Regions from separate parts of the Mus musculus genome. Here region 2 is linked to region 1. Evidence: chromatin contacts called from public HiCAR-type data. All regions are on one chromosome and are shown on one strand. Each heading gives the region's core, a stretch centred on a gene start, on an enhancer-like site or on the middle of the called end of the contact. The rest is flanking DNA. Distances are from core to core; before and after follow the strand shown. Region 1 overlaps Fto (fat mass and obesity associated). Region 2 holds the start of 4831440D22Rik (a long non-coding RNA gene).

Region 1 (5,502 bases), core at 1,291-3,790:
TATAAGGAGAGAACCAACTCCCACAAATTGTCCTCTGACCTCCAGATGTGCACCGTGGCACCACACATGTACACACTCAGGCAAAATAAAAGAATGGAAACCATCTTAAGATGTCTTGGTATGTTCTGTTGAAGCAAAGGAAGAGTGGAGAAGCTGGGAGGCAGCTGCAGCAGGACATGGCTACAGCAAGAACGCCGCAGCTTTGGCCCCAGGGCAATCGGCAGGGACAGAAAGCAGTCACGAGACACCTTACCAGTGGGATTTCCTGGGACATTAACAGAATATACAGTATTTACATAAGGGCATTTTTCTTAGGGTAAACAGTGGAGGGGAGGAGGGTAGAGGCAGACACCTGGTAGAAGAAGGGCAGGCAGGGTCAAAGTACAGCAAGGTGCTCTCAGACACTGGTGTCTGTCAGATCCACAGTAGGTGAGGGATAAGAGGCTGGCCAGAGGGCTGGGTCTACCTACCGATAGTTTTGTGAATGTTAAGTGGACACGCTGAGTTTGTACTTTACCTCAGAAACGAGGGGGACTCAGCAAAGTAAACAAAGCAAGGAGGGACACATGGACATATTTCTAAGAATTCAGTTCTGGTGGCACTGGAGGGCACCGACCTAGATAAGACAGAAAGCTACAGATGGGAAATAAGCATGGCCTTTAAGTATACTGGCAATGGGGGGTGGGAGAGATGGCTCAGAGGTTAAGAACACCGACTGCTCTTCTAGAGGTCCTGGGTTCAATTCCCAGCAACCACATAGTGGCTCACAACCATCTGTAATGGGGATCTGATGCCCTCTTCTGGTGTGTCTGAAGACAGTGACAGTATTCTCACATATATGAAATTTAAAAAAAAAAAAAAAAGTATACTGGCCATGGCAGGAATCTGAGACATTCTGGAGAAGTAAAATTGCCAGAACCTGATGTCAGAAGCAATGAGGAGCAGTTGCAGACAGTAAGATTCCTAACCTGAAGAACAGGATCAGGGGACCCCACTAGGCACAAAACATGAGCCAGTGCTGAAGAGCATGGGTCCCTAATAAAATGGAAGTCGTGGCCTGTGACGGGCATGCGCTAAGCCTTCTTGTCTCCTCTTCCCATTCCTGGGCAAGTTCCTCCTAACTGGGTCAACATCTGACCTCTGAACCCTTTGGCCTTCCTTAGACCCAGGGCTTCCCACCTGACCTAGTCACATGGCTTGTGAAGGTCCTCCCACACGACCTTCCCACGAGGAAGGTCAAAGAAAGCAGGGACCTTTGATCACCCTACACAACTTTATCTTTAACTCCCACAGCACTGCAGGGCCTCAGTGGGGAGGCTACAGAGCACACGACTACCTAATATGGATCGTATTGAGTTGGGTGCTAGTGGGAAAATTTCAGGTAGAACCTAGCACATAGTCAGGACTGAGGGCTTGTGGGCATCACAGATAAGCAAACATGGGAAGAGTTAGTGGGCACTGGAAAAAGGGCAAGCTGTCTCAGAAGGGCTAACAGATGCAGGAAAAGATGGAAGCAGCAGAGATTAACCAGGGCGCTCCACAGAGCCAGGGATGAGGCCTGGTCCTTAGACTTCCTGCTTCTAAAGCTCAAAAAGGCTGTAACCCTCTCTGTGCCCCAGTGTCCTCGGCTCCAAAGTGAGCTGCACGGCCGCTGCCACGGGGGACTTGGTGGCATTTAAATGAGCTAATGCAATGCAATGCAATGCCCTGACTCAGCTCTGGTCCTGCTGGCGCAGGAGGAAAGGGCACATAGGACAACCTGGGACCAGCACTACTTCAGGGAATGCTCTGGGATCGGGGGACAGTCTGTCTTCTCACTATGTCACTGTGTGTTTCCTGTGTCCTGAGGCAAGCTATCAGACACTCCCTCTGCTGCCCTACTTCCAACTGTTGACACTGCTGATTCCTGGTTATTTTCCAGGCGTTTCCAGCTGTAACGTGGTGCAGAGAGGAGCAGAAAGGGCCCAGCCTCAGAACCACATCAGCGGGAGGCTGGCCTTCAGTTGTGATGCTCAGACATGAACTCATTCTCTCCTGATGTTTCAAACAGCAGTAAGACCTGCCTTGGCTTCCTCAAACTTGACGGAGGCAGTTGGTGACTTGTGGGAGAAATCACTAAAGCTGGTGTGGCAATATATTGTGAATATGAGCATTCACAAAACAGCACAGTGCCTGGCCCAGGCTGAGACAGCTAACATGCCTGAATGCTAGCTGGGTGACATCAGAATTTTACCTCAAGCTAGTTTGACATTCCTATAAAAAGGCTGTGTAAGGGACTCAAATGTTGGACCTGAACCATCCATTCCTGTCATTTATAAAATGGGAAAAGAAACCGCAAAAACTTTGTATGTATACACAATTATATACACAATTGGATATTGCATAACCATAAGGGAGGAAGTCCTATCACACGCAGCAACAGGGATGGAACTGGAGAATATTAACTTGAATGAAACCAGACAAACACAGTAAGACAAAGTACACATGATTTCACAGAGTGCTGTAGAACAGAGCAAAGTCTCTACAGATGGGAAAAGGGAGCATGATGCAAGGACAGAAAGAGGAGACACATGAGGGAGACTGGGAAGGATGCTGGGGAGCAGCCTCAACAGTAGAAGGTCAACATGGGCTCATGTGCAGGATACTACACCACGATGGTCAATATGGGCTACCAATTAATTTTAAGTACTTTGAGTTCACCCTTTGAGAGTAAGTTTCTTCAACTGTTCGTTTTTGTCCCTGTTTTGCTTCTACTTTTATTCTGTTTTGGTTGATGCAGGTCAGCTCTGAACTCTTGGGCTTGACCACACAAGAAGTAGGATCTGTAAGTATCTGCAGTACATACTTACAGCATGCATGCATACACACATGCATATACACATACATGCATACATACACACATACATGCATGCATACATACAAGCACAGCCTATAGAACAAGCTTTCCAGAAGCTCAAGGCTTATTAGCAGATAACTATATTTAACATGATCACTAAGAAGCCTGCAGGGGTTGTCTGTCTGTATCTGGGTGGGTTTGTTTGTTTGTTTGTTTCCTGTCCCTGGTGTGTGGCAGGCCAAAGCACAGCAGGCTATCACCTTTCCCATTTAGTTCTTCATGTTCTTACACAACACAAAATTGGAAGTGGCTGGAAGCTACATGGAGACAACTGAGTACCAGAAGGTCAATGGGTTTCTCTCAAGTCCTCTGAGCTTACTGCTTCTGCTTGCTTCAAACTGTCTTTTTACATTTCTTTTTGTGCGTTGTAAAACAAATACATGTTCGCTGCAGATGACCTGGCTGACCAGATAAGCTATGAGAGTGCTCTATCACTACTGGATATGATATTTCTGAAATCATCCCTCTCTTTTTCAATGCCACCTCCTGAGGAAGTGTGTATGTGGCCTTGATTGTCAGGGTTTATTATAGACATGCAGGTGTTACCAGGGACAGGAGAAGAGGACAAAATTGTATTCTATGCAGAACAAAATCAAGACAAACAAACAAAAAGCCTGCATGAGCAGAGAGGTGTGCAAAGGCAGGAAGACGCACAGGTGCTGGGCAGTGGAAACAGTGTGCTTTGTCTAGACAGAGTTTAAAGAGAAAGCAGATAGGCAGGGGAGGCATGTGCTCTAGGGACGATGCATGGCCTGGGACCTGGCCCCTAAGTGCAATTTGTACCCTAGCAATTCCACTGATCAAATACAGAGGCAAAAATTGGTAAAATAAATAAATAATAGTAACAAACAAACAAACAAACAAACAAATAGCAAAGCATCTTACCTGCTGATAGAACTCATCATCTTTGGGGGTCAGGTAAGGAAGCCAAGTGTCTTCAAGCTCCTCAAGGAGCCTCAGTTTCTGGTTAAAAAATAAGAATTACATATTACTGAATAAAAAGTGACCTCAAGTATAGATTAGTATATTATCTTCGAACAAAACACACACAATAATCTTAATGAACTTGAAGGTAGACGCTTTTAAACGTCTTTAATTGTAAGATGTACAAAGCATCCTATCAGAAATGATCCTGCTCACTGTCAACAGTTCCTGAGGCAATCTCACTCAGTCCACTTGCATCTTTGCCATCAGGGTCTTCTCGTGACCTAAGTGAACTGGGATCAGTTAACACTGATCTTATGTCTTCCAGCATAAACGTTCCTGTCCGCACAACCTGAGACAGCTACGTTTTCTGTGACAGCACCCCTTGAAATACCCAGTAAAGTAAAGCCATCTCCTCTTGGAACACTGGGGTACCTGGGATGCTCACTCCTGCTGTAAACGTTTATTTGAACGTGTCCACATCCAGAGTGCGCCCTTTTCCAAGTTATCTCATTTTATGTGTGAGTGTTTCGTGTGTGAGTGTTTCGTCTGCACGTTTGTATGCGCATCACATGCTTGGCCAGTGCTCGTGAAGGTCAGAGTTGGATCTGACCTCCGGGAACTGGAGTTGCAGATGGTTGTAAGCTACCACGACTGTGCTGGGAACTGAACCTGAATCGTCTGGAAGAACAAGAAGTGCCTGTAACTGCTGAACCACCTCTTCAGCCCCAAACAGTGCCTTTTAAAAAGTAATCTTTCATCTCTAAAACATCAGCAACTTTATGTTAAGCTTATTTGCTTTCTTTTCCAATTTTATAAAGCATCATTTTGTAAGTATCCATCTAGCACTGTCTTCCTCTTCAAACAGAATCAACTATTTGAATAAGTAATTGCAACAAGGAGACTTTACATTGCTTAACCTTATATTCAGGCATCTATAGAGCCTGTGTTTGCATGTAACATATACACGGCAAATACGAGTGTAACACACACACACACTCACACCTGTTCATACTAGTTATCTGGAAGAAAATACAGCAGAAAGTAGTTTTCATATAATATTGGAACTTTTAAAGCAGATCACCAGGGCCACTGTTAGGAAGCGATGGCTCACTAAGAACAGGAAGGTATATCGCTCTGGACCAGTGTGGGCCTACCGGAGAGGCACATCCAAATGGTCTTGTTCCCCACCAACTCTAGATGACCTATACTGTGCACCCACCCAAACAGACATGGTAGCCCAGAGTATCAACCTCTCCACCCTAGGAAATCAGCCTTCACTCACAACCTATCATGATCACAGCAGTTCAGAGCAAGCACCTCTGAAATCCTAGTCTTTTACATTGTCATCCAAAATAAGTAACCAAAAGGGACTAGAAATCTAACAACTAGTACGCACACAAGAAACAAAACAGTATGACTTCCTAAATAAGCTGTGGCCACTGACCATTAGGAAGGAGCTATAATAGCAGCATAGCACATTTAATTCCCTAATTGGCTAATGTTTTATCTTCTTTCAGCAGCAGCCACTATCACAGATATAAAAAGAACTAATGATATTTCCATGCATATACATCCTCACATTTATGTGCACTACCACTACCTTAACCAAAACCGACACTTCAATTTTCATTTGAAGCTCAGGAAAGCCTGCACTTCCCTGTGATCTTTCAACTAGTTCT
Region 2 (5,330 bases), core at 2,231-4,730, 65 kb before region 1:
TCCCAATAACCCTGAGGGATAGCAAAGGGCCGTTTCCACAGCGCAGTCTGGGGATGGCGCGTAGGAAAGTCGCATAACACAAGAGTGTCTGCAGGTGAGGCGACTCTGGAAAGTGTGAGGCTGGGAAGTAGGAGTTTCTTTTCTGTTCTACAAGGAAGGAAGGAAGGAAGGAAGGAAGGAAGGAAGGAAGGAAGGAAGGAGGGAGGGAGGGAGGGAGGGAGGGAGGGAGGGAGGGAGGGAGGGAGGGAGGGAGGGAAGGAAGGAGGGAAGGAGGGAGGGAGGGAGGGAGGGAGGGAGGGAGGGAAGGAAGGGAGGAGGGGGGAGGGAAGGAAGGAAGGAAGGAGGGAGGGAGGGAGGGAGGGAGGGAGGGGGGGAGGGAGGGAGGGAGGGAAGGAAGGAAGGAAGGAAGGAAGGAAGGAAGGAAGGAAGGAAGGAAGGTAGGTAGGTAGGTGGGAGGGAGGGAGGGAGGGGGAGAAGGGGGGAGGGAAGGAAGGAAGGAAGGAAGGAAGGAAGGAAGGAAGGAAGGAAGGAAGGAAGGAAGGAAGGAAGGAAGGAAGCCTTTCCCTTCTTTGACCATTGAAACAGTTACCTAAGATGAAATGAAACATTTCATGTAAAACACAAACATTCTGTCACCTGAACCTGTGTCTAGTTTGGAGTCTCTGCATGAACTGCTTTTCTCTATCTATCTATCTATCTATCTATCTATCTATCTATCTATCTATCTATCTATCTATCTATCTATCTATCTATCTATACATAAGGATTCAAAGTTGCCACTCCCACAGTTGGTAACTGAGTCAATCTTATTAACTCATCACAGCCTGAGGCATCAAGGGTCTGCCTAGCTTTTCACTAGTGCCTGTGCTAGATAAGCCTCTTTATCAATCCTCTTTTACTGAATCCGTTCTGAGGTTTGATTCCTAAATCTACTGTAAAGAGACTGAAGATATGGGGGTTCTGTGTCACTGTGCACGAATCCCATGTAGATCTCCGAAGACTAAACCAACTAGATGTACAGGGACATACAGCTTCACCATAATGTTACTATTACTGATAACTACTAGTTTTTACTTCAGTAGTCCTATTTTTGTGGAAATAAAGTTGCATTAAAATAGTGATTTTAAAACCTATATTTTCAATTTTGGGAATTTTACCCACCCAAAATCCTATTTAGTCAGAATCATGTATAATAAGGCTAGCAGTAGTATTAAATAACTAGGCACTAAATGTTTGAGATTTATATGTCACACACGCTATCACAGAAGCTCCAAAGCAGTGGTAAGTAGCATGTAAACAGACTGAGTGCAGCTGTGCTCCAATAAACCTTTATTTATAAGAGCAGCCTCTGACTGGCAAATGTAGTATAGAAAAAAGATATTTAAACAATTAACATCATAGGTATTCAATTATTAAAATAACATGTAGTTTAAATTAAACTACAGAGAACATAAGAATCATAGATTGGCAGCAATTTTTCTCGTTTTGAGATGGTCTCACATATTCCAGGCAGGCCCCAAACTTGCTCGGTAGCCCAGCGCGACCTCCTGCTTCCACCTCCCGAGTGCTGGGCTGACAGAGATGCATCGCATGCTCTGATTATGGTGCGCTGGTGGTCAAACACAGGGGCTCATGCACAGCAGGGATGGGCTCTACCAATTCAGCTACATTGCCAGCCTGACTCACGAAATGTCTTCTTCCAAAAGAACCACTACACATAGTCCCTGCTCTCTTTATTTAAAGTGAGTCAATATCCAAAATATGGCCTAAAAATGCAAAAAAACACAAGGACAGCTATGATTAATCTGAGAAAGCTAAATGTAAGGCTATAGTTAAAAATAACTTAAGGATAGGATGAAATTGGTCAGCATGGAGAAAGGACTCAAAGCTACGGAGTAGGATACATTCCAAGTCCAACTTCCCGTCACCATGACGTCTTGTCTTATTTCCATTCTGACCTCAGATCAGCCATTGCCCTGCAAAACTGGGCTGGGAGCATGGCTGGAGCTTAGAAGTTCTCTGACCTCCATCGCTGTAAGCTTCCCATGGATTTACATGATATATCCAGCTGTTCAACCAAAATTTAAGGGAAATGTTGATCTCAGCTGTTTGAACTCACATAACATACACTTAGGCATATAAACTCACCCCATTTCTTTCCCTCTCAGCCATGGTAGACATGGTTACACGTGGATGCTTTAAATCGGCAGTATATGCTGATGGCATTTATCATTTCCATGAGATAAAGCCATTGGCTGGTAAGGTACTGCCAAACCTGAGGACCCGAGTTTTATCTGTGGGAGCTATGTGGTGGAAGGAAGGAAGGAAATAACTCTGCCAAGATGCCTCTGACCTCCACACACGTGCTGAGACACACAGACACACAACGGGAGAATACACACAAACACACAAAATAATAAAGAAATGTCATAAGCCAGGCGTGGTGGCACCCGCCTTTAATCCCAGCACTCAGGAGGCAGAGGCAGGAGGATTTCTGAGTTCCAGGCCAGCCTGGTCTACAAAGTGAGTCTAGGACGCCAGGGCTACACAGAGAAACCCTGTCTGGGGAAAAAAAAAAAAAAAAAGTCATGTGTTTAAAGCAAACAAACAAACAAAAACCCAGTTACAAAGGGCAAAGTAAGTTTTTTCTATACTGTGAGTAAACTTTAAACCTGCAGCTACTACAACCCAGAGCCAAAAATATAAGTATATAAGGTGTAAAGTCGAATTAGATACAAGTTAGTTTCCAATCAAGTACTCTTCGGAGCCCTACAATAAACTGTCCACCCAACGACCTCTGCCACATTCAGTTAAGCATGAATCATCACATTTTTATTTCTGCTTACCTCTGCCACACGGTGAGTGGAACTAAACCGAGGCTGTGAGCCAGCCAAAACACAGTGCTGGTGGGTGGCATTGAGGTCATCTGCAGAAAAAAATGCAAAAAATAAATTACCGTTTATTAGTCAGTACATGCTATCCACTGTTTAACTGGAACAAAAGGTGAACAGTAACTATGTCCCGTCATCCAAGGAACAACAGTCACCAAGGAGTTAACATTAGGATGGCCACACAAATACTACTGCCTGTGGATGGAAAAAATGAGCCCTTCAGTCCAGGGGTCTAGTGTATGTGTACAGATACATATTTATCTTAAATAAATCACCCACACCAGGATGCCATCAATAACATTCCAGGCTAGCTTCTGGAAGCATAGCATATGGACCACTACTGACACATGGTTTTATGGTGTGCATCAACTACCACGTTTTCTGTCTGTGGATTAAGCTGTCCTCTTTCATAGTTATAACTTTATCTTTAGCAGAAACCAGAATCCTTTTCAATTATTTAGAATTAAATGTCTTTCATTCCAAGTTCACCTTTTTTCTACCTAACTGAAGATTCAATTTTGCCCTGAAATTAACCAATCCAGCATGTTGGGCTCTTGGAGCAGAAGTCAAGCCTATGAATCCTGACTTCAGAAAGGAAACGATGGTGGTAATCCATTAGCGGAAGACAAATCAGAAGCCAGTTTCTGTGTGTTTTAAAATGAAGGCTACAGCTGGACAGTGTCTATCACACTCACTTAAGGCATTATTACCTCATTTATTACATAGACAAGAACTGAACAGTGGGTGCCTCAAAGACATGATCTCCACTGCAGGCAATACAGGCCTCTACAAGGTCTGAAGACAATGACTTCAACTACACGGCTACCTCCACCAGGTCCCATAGAGGTGGGAAAACACTCAGAGCTCCTCTAGACATAGAAAGGAAACAAAATGACAAGTGGAAGGCTTCAGCCCAGACACTGTGAAAGTAATCTAAGAGGGCTGAAAGCTTTGGCTCCCTGAGAACAAGAAATGACAGTACAAGACCTACCCACTTGTAACAACTAAATGCTTCTAACAAGAAAAAGTAACTAAGCAAAAATAGGCATCAAAGTTTTCTGACACTGGGAAACTGATCCCTGGGAGAAGAGAACCAACACAGGTAGGTCGGCACCTGCTCTAGCTTAGGTGGGAGGGCGTTCAGATACAGAGTAGGGAAGTAAAGTGAATGGAAAAGGCAGATGAGAACGGGCAAGCCAAGAGGGCAGCAAGGCTCCGACATGTACGAGATTGTGCAGGCCAGAGGTGGGGGTGGGGTGGGGGGGATGAGGGCGGGGATGGGAGTGGGGGTGGGGACTCACTGCAGTCATTGGCTAAGCACTGACCTATGCATGTGTGAATAAAAATGCCCAAGGGATGAAAAAGAAGCATCAGAAAGGAGCAGCCTGGGCTAACCCCAGACCTCACTCATCACCAGGAAGGAGGAGGCTCCGGAGGGGGACTGCTCCTAGGACAAGGTACTTCTCCATAGGAAAAGGGTCACATCAGCAACAGAGCCAAAGCTGTACTGTTAGATACACCCAGAAAAGCCTAAACTAAGCCTCTAAAGAACCCAATTCATATAAGAAAGTGAATTATCCATTAAGGCATATTCTAACAGTATTTAAAAGAATGTAACAAAAACAGCTATGCATCATATACCATATACTCTAGCATTCATTGAAAAGATAATAAGAGAAAACTCTACACCTACATAAGACATGTGCAGATCTTTCTTTTCACACACATAAAGTTTAATCTCATACACATATTCAGAAGCTTTTGAAAGTTGGATAGTCAGTATCCAACTAAAAGGGTCACTAAATGAGATGAATGGAAATTTAGACACTACAGGGAAAAAATGAGTGAACTTCAAAAATGAGTGAAGAAAGGAACTCTCCAAACTAAAGGACACATTTCTAAAGACTCCAAAAGCATGAGTGCGCCAGTGATGTATGGATGGATGTTAGTAGCTTGGCACACATGCAGCCTGCATCATGGTAAGAGCAAACAACCTGAAAAGGCCAATGTGCCCAAAGCATTTTCACACTTATGAAAACAACAGGCTCAGAGTCAAGCAACACAAAAACTGGAAGCAAAGTCAAACAGAATCAATGGTCACTGTGACCAGATGCCTGATGGTGGGAAAGGAACGCACTGAACAGAGGAAGGAGCAGTGTGAATGCAGACGGCTCTTCCCTGGTGGTCGGAGCATGCGGGAGACACCTGGGGAATGTGGATATATAAACCAAAGAAAATTGTCAATCAAAAGCCTGGACCTCAGGGGAAACGTGGGTCTAAACGAAAGGGCAACACAGAAAACACTGACCCAGCTCCTTTCTAGGAAATACATGAACTGAGTTCTTATACTACACACTACCTGTGGTGGTTTGAATATGCTTGGCCCAGGGAATGGCACTATTGGGGGGGGTGTGGCCTTGTTGGAGTAGGTGTGACCTT

Evidence for each region. HiCAR-type assays count read pairs that join an accessible place to other places.
Region 2: a HiCAR-type map of kidney shows a contact between it and region 1, with 2.2 times the contacts expected there. The contact joins the promoter of 4831440D22Rik here to the enhancer-like site in region 1. A contact is called at or near these places in 3 of 484 Hi-C or Micro-C datasets (cortical neurons, liver and nephron progenitors), 2 of 115 datasets of contacts at active chromatin or transcription factors (embryonic stem cells and kidney) and 3 of 9 other capture datasets (adipose tissue, liver and pancreatic islet).

Annotation. Positions count from the first base shown.
Region 1 is chr8:91,400,164-91,405,665 of GRCm38.p6, reverse strand. It overlaps Fto (fat mass and obesity associated), which reads right to left. Exons shown (of 9, transcript NM_011936.2): 2 at 3,782-3,859. Among named protein-coding and RNA genes, the nearest start is that of 4831440D22Rik, 65 kb to the left of the region's middle. Within about 2 kb of position 2,540, at least 34 of the 459 cell types and tissues checked have an H3K27ac peak or open chromatin away from gene starts, as enhancers often do. A contact at or near this core is called in kidney, liver and pancreatic islet, where this site is marked.
Region 2 is chr8:91,465,913-91,471,242 of GRCm38.p6, reverse strand. 4831440D22Rik (a long non-coding RNA gene) reads left to right here and starts at 3,480. Exons shown (of 2, transcript XR_879086.3): 1 at 3,480-3,993. Fto (fat mass and obesity associated) reads right to left here. Exons shown (of 9, transcript NM_011936.2): 5 at 2,847-2,926.